Regions from separate parts of the Cricetulus griseus genome. Here region 2 is linked to region 1. Evidence: chromatin contacts called from public Hi-C data. All regions are on one chromosome and are shown on one strand. The core of a region is the stretch at or near the end of the contact, and the rest is flanking DNA. Distances in the headings are between cores, read along the strand shown. Region 1 holds the start of Thada (thyroid adenoma-associated protein). Region 2 holds the start of Dync2li1 (cytoplasmic dynein 2 light intermediate chain 1).

What was found. Hi-C and Micro-C count contacts between places; a contact is called where the count stands out from the background.
Region 2: a contact with region 1 is called in a Hi-C map of the CHO-K1 cell line, with 4 times the contacts expected there. The contact joins the promoter of Dync2li1 here to the promoter of Thada in region 1. A contact is called at or near these places in 4 of 8 Hi-C or Micro-C datasets (the CHL-YN cell line, the CHO-K1 cell line and fibroblasts).

The regions. Positions count from the first base shown.
Region 1 is chr5:86,106,320-86,111,074 of CriGri-PICRH-1.0, reverse strand. It overlaps Thada (thyroid adenoma-associated protein), which reads left to right and starts at 2,080. Exons shown (of 38, transcript XM_027417930.2): 1 at 2,080-2,219; 2 at 4,008-4,107. The coding sequence starts at 4,032.
Region 2 is chr5:86,253,126-86,257,880 of CriGri-PICRH-1.0, reverse strand. Dync2li1 (cytoplasmic dynein 2 light intermediate chain 1) reads right to left here and starts at 2,338. Exons shown (of 12, transcript XM_027417939.2): 1 at 2,207-2,338. The coding sequence starts at 2,317. LOC118238865 (a long non-coding RNA gene) reads left to right here and starts at 1,785. Exons shown (of 3, transcript XR_004770189.1): 1 at 1,785-1,933.

The DNA.
Region 1 (4,755 bases), core at 831-3,330:
ATAAATGTAGCGTAAGCATCAGATCGGATGGGATGGACAGGGATTCTGGCACTGGGGATCCAAGGAATACCACAGGTCACAGTAAGCATAGCAGTTTACATCCTTGCTCTAGGGAAAGGCTTCCCCCGTGTAACAGTTCTGCTCTGGCAGGGGAGGTCTTGCCCAGCAAAGTTGTTACAGTTACGCTCCAGCCCCAGAGTGTAACAACTCCACTTGGCTGGGGTAACTTTTCCCCAGGGAAAGTGTTACAGCCATGCTCGGCTGGCTCTGCTCGGCTAGGCTTTGCTCTGGCTCCAGTGAAAAGTTGCTACTTCTCTCCTCTGCTCCATTCCTGCGAAGGAAGATTCCACCCAAACCTCATACCTCATTCAAGAGATTTATTGGGGCCGGGGGGAGATCCAGGAGAGTGGCTGCCTCTATCAGGGTGGAAGGAAGCAGCCAGACGGCCACAAGCTGAACAGGCACAGGATTTATATAGGGATTCTTGGGGGGGGGGGCAGAGTTTTTCCAGGGTGGAGATTGGTCACATTTCAATCCCTGAGCTCAGACTGGCTAGATCTTGTGCTCAGGGATTGGTTAGTTTTCTGCACAGGTTTAGGGTCAGATTTGTCTCTGGTTTCAGGGCCAAAGTGTGTTTCTTTCACTGGTCCTTTTTAGCCTTTTGGCTCTAAATTTCTCTTTCACTGGCTCTGATTCCAGGGACAAAGTGTGTTTCTTTGACACTGGTTTCAAGGCCAGGGTACATTTCTTTGGTTCTGGTTGCAGGGCCAAAGTGTGTTTCTTTGGCTCTGTTCAGGGTGTTTTTCTTTGGCTGGCTCCTTTTCCCTACATGTAGTACAGTAGAGAATGACATATTAACAATCAACCAAAGAATTTACCACCACCCATTTTTTAGGTGAGTGACCTGAAAAGCAAAGCAAAAAGGTGTGAATCGGTGGATAATATACACAAAACCAAACATGACAAGCTATTGTTTAGTGATACACGTGGCAAAACAACAAAGAAATACAAAGCACAGTAATATAAAATCGAGAAAAAAAATTAAAGGCGTAAAGCATCCACTCGATGAACCCATTTTTCACTGTTTTCCCCAACGAATGCACCTCAAGATGTAGTATCTTGTTCGTTCTCCAGTCTTGTCCCTTGCCCCAGCTACTGCTGCCATCATAGGTCTCCAGTTCTTACTCATTTTTAAGGACTGGACTGAGAGCTGTGTAAAAAGATCCACCCTCTAAGGCAGCTTTCAAGGCCCAGATGGTGGAGTTCAAGTTGTTGTTGGTGGCTTCACTTCACTCCCAGGCTCAACCGAGCCTGTGGGTAGTTTTTACCCTGTTTCTGGGCACAGTGAGTGTAGAAAGTCTGGGTTGGGGGCCTGGAGACATGGTTCAGAGGTTAAGAGCACTGAATGCTTGCTCTTCCAGAGGTCCTGAGTTCAATTCCCAGCACCCACATGGTTGGTGGTGGCTCACAACCATCTGTAATGGGATCTGTTGACCTCTTCTGGCGAGCAGGCAGAACACATAATAAATAAATGAATATGAAAAAAAGAAAGTCTGGGTTGGGGGCTGGAGAGATGGCTCAGAGGTTAAGAGCACTGGCTGCTCTTCCAGAGGTCCTGAGTTCAATTCCCAGCATCCGCATGGTGGCTCCCAACCAAGATGAGATCCACCGAGATGGCCCAGAGGTTAAGAGCACTGGCAGCTCTTCCAGAGGTTCTGAGTCCAATTCCCAGCATTCGCATGGTGGCTCACAACCAAGATGAGATCCGTTGACTTCTTCTGGCTTGCAGGCATACATGCAGGCAGAGCACATAAATAAATCTTTAAAAAGGAAGTCTGGGTTGAGACAGAAATGGTGGCCTGACATCTAGGGGTGTGCAGGCTGCAGCCCTGCCACCTGGAAAAAGGTAAAGCATGGGTAGAGTGCATCAGCACGGATCACAAGCCCACGGATGCACAACTCTGACGCCGCGGCCTGTCCAAACCCAGTCGCAGACGCCCTCTCTGATGACGTCACGACCCTCCCGCGCTTCTTATTGGAGGAGCTGCCGCTCGCGATATTTCCTTGCCAGCTCCCGGTTTGCTTGCTTGTATCGCTGCTGCCGCACCGGCTGTGGATTGCGAACCACGTTCCACGCGCCGCCGGGACGCCGTAGACTAGACGGGCTTCCGGGGCTCGTTGAGAGGCGGTGACTCTTTGCAGACGTCCCCGGGCACGAGGTTTGGCTCGAGGGCGTGCCGCCTGCCGGGCGCGCGGGCGCGTGGGACCGACTCTTCTCATCGCGGCCGGGCCGGCTCTCAGGGCCTCCCGAGGGTGCCAGCCCGGTGGCTTTGGTGGCTTAGGTCTCCATGGAGACGGCCCTTTAACCACTTTTTCGTCTGTCAGTCATGCTGTCATTCTTCGGACCCCACGTGGGCATGGGAAAGATGTGGATGGGAGGGAGGCAGTCAGTGGTACCCACGAGCAGAAAGTCACCAGGTTGGACGGGGCGGGGGCGGGTTCTCCGCCCTGGGGAAGCACACTTCACCAGGAACACACGCAGAATCTCCGAATCTGTTTTTTTTTGCAAACTTGCCATTTACCAGAATCGTCCCCGCAGTCTCCTTCCTCAGTACCACCTTCTTCTCACTTTGTACGCTGGCTGCTCGTTTAGGAAATTATTCCCTAAACCTAACCTACAAATTCGTCCCCTGTTGTCTTTGTAGCTGAGTCCATTCTTAACCTTTTGGTGGGCTGCTCACTTGCCTTTGCTGTAGTGACTTGTCCAAAAGGACTGTGGATTCGTTAGTATCAGTGACAGCCCGGACCTTAGCTGTTGCACACACTTTAGGTACCAGGTGGTCCGCCCTTCTTCCATTTGTCCCTTCTAGAATGTCTCCAGGAAAAGTTAATTCCTTGGTCTTGTCCAGCAAATGTTAATAAAAGCATCTACATGCCTGAATGGCGAAGGAGTTGGGAATTAAAACACCAGACACGTCATTAAAATTGCCACCTTCATGTTATTTACTACTAGGGAAAACAATATACAGGTTTGCAAGTGAGTGTAATGTTAGGTAGTAATTCATGCTGCAAAAGAAATAATGGAAGTGGTGTGTGTATCAGAGTGATGGCATCTTAGGTAAAGTTACATAAAGGTCTTGGGTGGCATTCAGTCACAAACTTGGATAATTAGAAATAGTTCTTGCCATTTGTGTAGGACAGGATGTTAACAGGTAGATCTGGAAATCTCATAATAAGAGCATCGGGGACAGTGAGAGCTCTTAAGGTAGCAGAGTAGATTGGTTTGAAATGAATACCTTGAATTCCAATACCCAGATATGAATATTAATAATTAATAAATTACATTTAGCACTATCAGAAACCCTTGAGAAGTTTATAAGCAAGTGCCTTCTTAGACTTTGTTTTTAAAACAATTTTTTGATGATTGACAAGAATTTTCAGAGGCGGGGGGGGGGGGGGGGCAGTTAGGTCAGTCAGGCGTGTAGGTGATTTATTGAGTGAGGTTCTGTCAAGGAGAGTCTGTTTGAAGGTAGCCCATTTCTCATTGGACTACAGAGGTCTCCTTTGACTTTATTGGACCCCGTCTCCTTGATGCTTTATTGACTTTCTAATCCTTCAGTAGGACAAAGGAAATCTCTCCATCAAAGTGGCAGCTATTTTACGGACTGTATAGCAAGACCCCATTTCAAACAATAGCAGCAAAAATGCTAGACAAACAAAAAGCCTACAGGTTTTCTTTTGTAAACCAGATATCCTCAGTTCAGTGGGTCTCAGCCTGGGGCAGTTGTGCCTTCTAACAGTGGCACTGTTGGGAGACACCTGTTGGTTGTCTTTAACACGTTGGTAGTAAGATGCTCCTGACATCTAATGGGGTAGAGTCTGGGGAAGCTTCAAGTATCCTATACTGCACAGGACAGCATCCTCAACAAAGTCATATGGCCCCAGATGTCAGTGTCACAGGAGAAACCCTCCACTGGACCAGTGTCTTAAGCTCTTCTTTCTTACAGAGACTGCTGTTTCTCCTGTCTAAAATGGGCGTGAAGAAGAAAAGAGAAGTGCAGGTTGCTGCAGTGACTGTCTGCCATCAGGACCTGGAAACTTTGAGATGTACGTGACTTTTAAGTTTTGCTTGTTTAGTGAAAAAATTTGTAAGTTTGCAAAGCAGAATCATTGAATCTCTAGGACCCTATAGAATAATATAATGTTGAAATTCTTTTTGTTTAAGTTTTCCATGGTTTCCTCCCCCACCCCCAGCATTTAGTTTTGGATAAATAGTTTTGTTAAATATTATTTGTCTTTAGACTGAGTTCTCCTATGTATGTATGTATGTATGTGCCCCATGTATATATGTGCCCGAAGCCCACATAGGTCATAAGAGGGCATCAGATTTCCAGGAACTGTAGTTATAGAGGGTAGTGAGCTGCCATGTGGATGCTGAGAGCTGAACCTGGGTCCTTTACAAGAGCAGCCAGTGCTGTTAATGCCAGCACCTCTACATCTAGTTTTCTTTATTATTTATCTGTGTGTGCATGCACATGTACACACACACATGCACACGTATGTTCGAACATGCATGTTTATGCCCTGGTTACTTTTTTTGTCAATTTGACATATGCTAGAGTCATCTGGGTAGAGGGAAGCTCAGTTGAGAAAATGCCTCCATCTGATTGGCCTGTGGGCAAGAGTAATGATTGATGTGTGAGGGTCCAGCCCATTGTAGGCAGAGCCACCTTTGGACAGGTGGTCTTGGGCTGT
Region 2 (4,755 bases), core at 1,089-3,588, 150 kb before region 1:
CATCTCCCCCACATTTTCCAAAACAACTAAGTGTTTGATAAACATCGCTGACACAACTCAATTATTCCTTCGTAGAGATTCCTAAAAGTGAAGTAACTGAATCCACAGTGTAAATATTGCTGAGATATTGCCTTACCAATTTAGGGTGTTGACTCAGACATTTTAATGGATCTTGGCCTTTATATAAAATCAAAGCAGAAGATCTGAATACTTCAAAGTGTGAAATAAAATTAGTTACGAGTCTTCCTAACACTTTGTTCATGGTTATAGTTTTTCCTAGAGCTATGCCAAGCCCTTTCTAATTTCTGCTAATTCAGAGTGACCATACGATTAAAGAGTTGAAAATCTGTAAAATTTATCAAAGTATTCAAGTAAAATTTGTCACTGATTGCTAAATTATCTCAATAAGTAAAGAACACTAAAGTATTACCCCATTTTTACTGCCAAGGAAGAAAACAGATTTTTCTCCAATTTCAGCTCCATCTCCTTCACTTCCGTGACTTTTCCTTTTTTCCACTTCAGCTTTTGCAATTTCCCAGAGAGTTTCACTGCATAAGAAGCAGAGAAACAGAAGGAATGCTTAGAAATAGTTATTTCCAGCATATAGATTTTGTTTCAGTAAGAGTTATAAAAATACTATTTCCCGGGAGTCAACCTAGGTTGAACACTGATGGATTTTCTAGCACCCTTCACCTGGAAATGGTCCACGAAGAATACTGAAACTGGCAAGCTGAGTGTCCTAGTTTCCATTCCACCGCTATGATAAAACACCTCTGCTTCACAATTGCAGGAGTCATGGCAAGCGGGGAGCTCAAGGCAGCAAGGAGCGGGAGCAGCTAGTCATGCCCACAGTCAAGAGCTGAGAGAACGCATGCATGTCTACTTGCCTTCTTGGGTAGACTAGCTGGCCAGGAAGCTCCAGCGATCCTCCTTTCTTCAATCCCTCCCCAAAGTCTCAAGCTTACAGACATCTATCCTGTCGCTTGCTTTTCACCACCTCATGCTTGAACATCAAGCACTTTATCCACTGAGCCATCTTCCCAGTCCTAAGCAAATATTCGTTGAGCAACTGATACATGCAAGCCTCTGTGCTAATCGCCAGGCTCAAGTCGGCATTTTCGGCTCTGAAATGCCAATTTAAAAACAAAACAAAAAAAACCAATGTCTGCTTTTGGGGCCGTAGTAATAACTGTTACAATGTCCCTGTTCATTTAGTTTTAGGCGCTGGCCTTTTAAAGTAATTATTACCAGACAAGCACCAGAAACCGGGGTAATGATATATGTGCCTGCCTAACGTGCATTGAGTCTTTGGGTTCAATTCCCAGACTCCCAAACAAAACCGGAATGAAAAAAAAAAAAAAGCCAAAGCAGGAAAACAAAGTCAAAATAGAAATCCCGAAAAGTCGTACTGAACTTTTTTATTTCATAGGCCAGCCCCTGGGAACTCTGTCTGCATCTGCTTGCCCTGTTTACACAGCATCCCTCCAAAATGGGTTTATGTTTCTCAAGTGCCCAGTAAAAGGAAAGGGTTCTTCCAGCTGCCTCCCCCCCAAAACAAACAAACAACAAAAATAAAAATAAAAACCCCAAATAACAAAACCCAAAACCCCTGTACCCATAGCTTCACTACGTTAACCAATGAGAACGCGATGCATAGCTGACTCTTTTCCAGTCCCGAACTTCATCAAGCCAAGCGCAGTTCACGCCTCTGATCCAGAAGGGGGCGAACGGTCTCTAGCGCCCCCCCGCCGCCCCCCCGCCCCCCCCGCCCCGGACATCCTTGCAGGCCATTGGGAGGTCCAGGTACTTTAAAGGACCTTGTAGAGAGGAAGAGCTCAAACGTATTTCACAAGCCATCAACACCCCCAACCCTCCGCCTTCAAGGAGGTGCTGCACTTCCCGCATCTCAAGTAGCCAAGTCCTATACCAGGAGGTAGGGGGCCCTGGGGAGGTGGCTTTGCGGTCTGGTTCAGCACCGCCAGCCCTGCAGCCTGCAAGGGCAAGTGGCACGCGAGAACCGTCTATGCAGTCCTCGAACGCATGGGGTTGATGATTCCTAACCGCTTACTCATCTACTTGTTTGGGACAAAGGCCTATGTGGGGGTCCAGACCCCCAGTCTCCCACAGCGCCAGGGCTGGGTACCCCGCCCCATCCTCCCGTGCCCTTTCCACGTCCTGAGCGCCCCGCCTGCCGGTTGAGCAATACCTGGGCATGGTGGCTGTACAGCCCCAGATGTCCTGGGCTCCGCGTGGGCTGACCCCAGGCGGGCTGCGAGGTCCTACTTGGGCCAGAGAAAGCGGGCTCCTCGGTTGCCATGGCAGCGACGTCAAGGCGGGGAGTTCGTGTCGAAGAGGGGCCTCATGGGAAATGTAGTTCTCTGCCTTCACTTCGCATCTCAAATTTCTAGGTTGCCAGAAGGAGGGTATGGTGAGCGTCCTCCTGCATCTGGGTTCTAAGGGTTAGGACTTGAAGGTTTCTGGGGTTTTGTTTGTTTTGTTTTGTTTTGTTTTGTTTTGTTTTGTTTTTTTATTTCTACCGAGTGCAGACTGTGTGCCAGGGGCCTCTGCTGTCTCGTCCTTAGCTCCCCGACCCCCTCCTCATTGCCATGATTTGGGAATAGAAGCTGAAACAATGTTGAGCTGTTATCTAATAATTTGCTCGAAGAAAAATTCAACAATTAAAATCAAAACCAGGCGGGGCTGGAGAGATGGCTTAGAGGTTAAGAGCACTGGCTGCTCTTCCAGAGGTCTGAGTTCAATTCCCAGCAACCACATGGTGGCTCACAACCATCCATTATGAGATCAGGTGCCCTCTTCTGGCGTGCAGATATACATGGAAGTAGAATGTTGTATACATAATAAATAAAATCTTTAAAAAAAATCAAAACCAGGCGTGGAGCACTTCCCCCAGCATTCTGAAGGATTGACTGACGTTTTATGAGGCAGTACATTATTTATTAATAAGATAATGAAGTGTGTGCCTCTCCTACATACTTATGTTTTGAAGGTGAGTTATATTTGTTTGAATTTTATGGGTTCTTTATAGACACCCCTCTGTAGTTTTTTTTTCTTTTACTCTTAACTCATAGCTCTTTGGGGGCCCATCACCCAGCTCCCAAATAAATCACATACAGAGGCTTATTATTACTTACAAATGCCCGGCCTTAACTTGGCTTACTTCTAGCCAGCTTTTCTTAAATTATCTTGTCTACCTCTTGCCTCTGGGATTTTTATCTTTCTCTATTTCTGTATACCTTTCTTTACTTCGCACTCAGTGGCTGGCTGTGCAGCTGGGTGGCTGATCCCTGATTTCCTCCTTGCTTCTTGCTCCTCAACCCACTTTTTCTCCTTCTGTTTATTCTCTCTGCCTGCCAGCCCCGCCTATCCTTTCTCCTGCCTAGCTATTAGCCATTCAGCTTTTTATTAGACCAATCAGGTGTTTTAGACAGGCAAAGCAATGCAACTTCATAAACAAATGCAATGTAAAAGAATACAACACATCTTCACACCATTAAACAAATGTTCCACAGCATAAACAAATGTAACACATCTTAAAATATTCCACAACACCCCTCTTTATTGGAGTCCCCATAAAAGTTATATAGACAATTTCCATACACAAAGCCCTGTGCTGTACAGAGTAAGAAGTGAGTTAAGAATCCAGCCTTTAAAACAGATCTACACAGCTCATTACAATCATAATTCAAAGTAAGCAAGCTATTGTAGAAGAGGTGCAGAAGTGACCATGCCTGAAGATCTTGTTGAAACATTTATGGCAGGTTTGGTATTTGACCTCTTCTGAATGTTTGCCTGTATTGGTTATGAGGAGCCCCGAAAGATTTTAAAATGGGCATGCTTTGCCTGGCCCTGTGTTTCGGGGGATAATTTTTTGCAGCTGTGTGGGGAACCTAGAGGACCATATGGAGACTATTAACAACAGTCAGGAAAGTGGCAGGGTTTTGATATCTTCCCTTTGTTTTCAGCATTTCTTGCAGGAAAAAAAATATATGGAGGGGGGGAAAAGAGAGCAGGAGATGTGGCTCAGTGCTAGAATTCTTGTCTAGCATGTGAAGAATCTTGCACTGAGTCCCTAGCACTTAAGAAAAAGAGAAAGAAAAAAAGACAAGGAGAAGCAGGAAAGAAGACGATGGGGAAATGTTTATCCCGGAAGAAATAAAACATTCATTTTGATGTCTCTCATCAAATTCTTTTTCTTGGAGTTAATACTGAATGTGGTTAAAATCTGGGTTTTAAGCATGTATTCCCATATATCAGTTATAAATTCATCACAAGACTTGCTGGCTGCACATTATTCTACTGTGCAGATTGGTTTTCATAATTTCTTTTGGCATTCATCCAATGCTGACTTGGCTTGGCATACACATGAAATATGAATTGGGTTAATCAGAGTCCTTCCCTGGGATTTTTCAAGTTATGATTGGAAAAAGCAGGTCATTCCCTGTTGGAGAAAATTACCATATGCTCTGCTAAAAGTAGTTAAAGTACACAAAGCAGACATATCGGTATGAACATAAAGTCTAGTGCAATTCCCCAGGGTTTTCCCAAGGCCCCTCTGTGTCCTTTTCTTATGACTTCATTTAGTTATTTGAGGCATCCTAGTATCTTTGTAATGACAATGAGAGAAGTGAATTTTCTTATTGTTTTGTTAGTTCAAGTTGAACTTTAGAAATTTACCCCAAACTTCTCTGCTTTCTGAAGATCTATATTAGATAGTGTAAGGATTCAGGCATTATG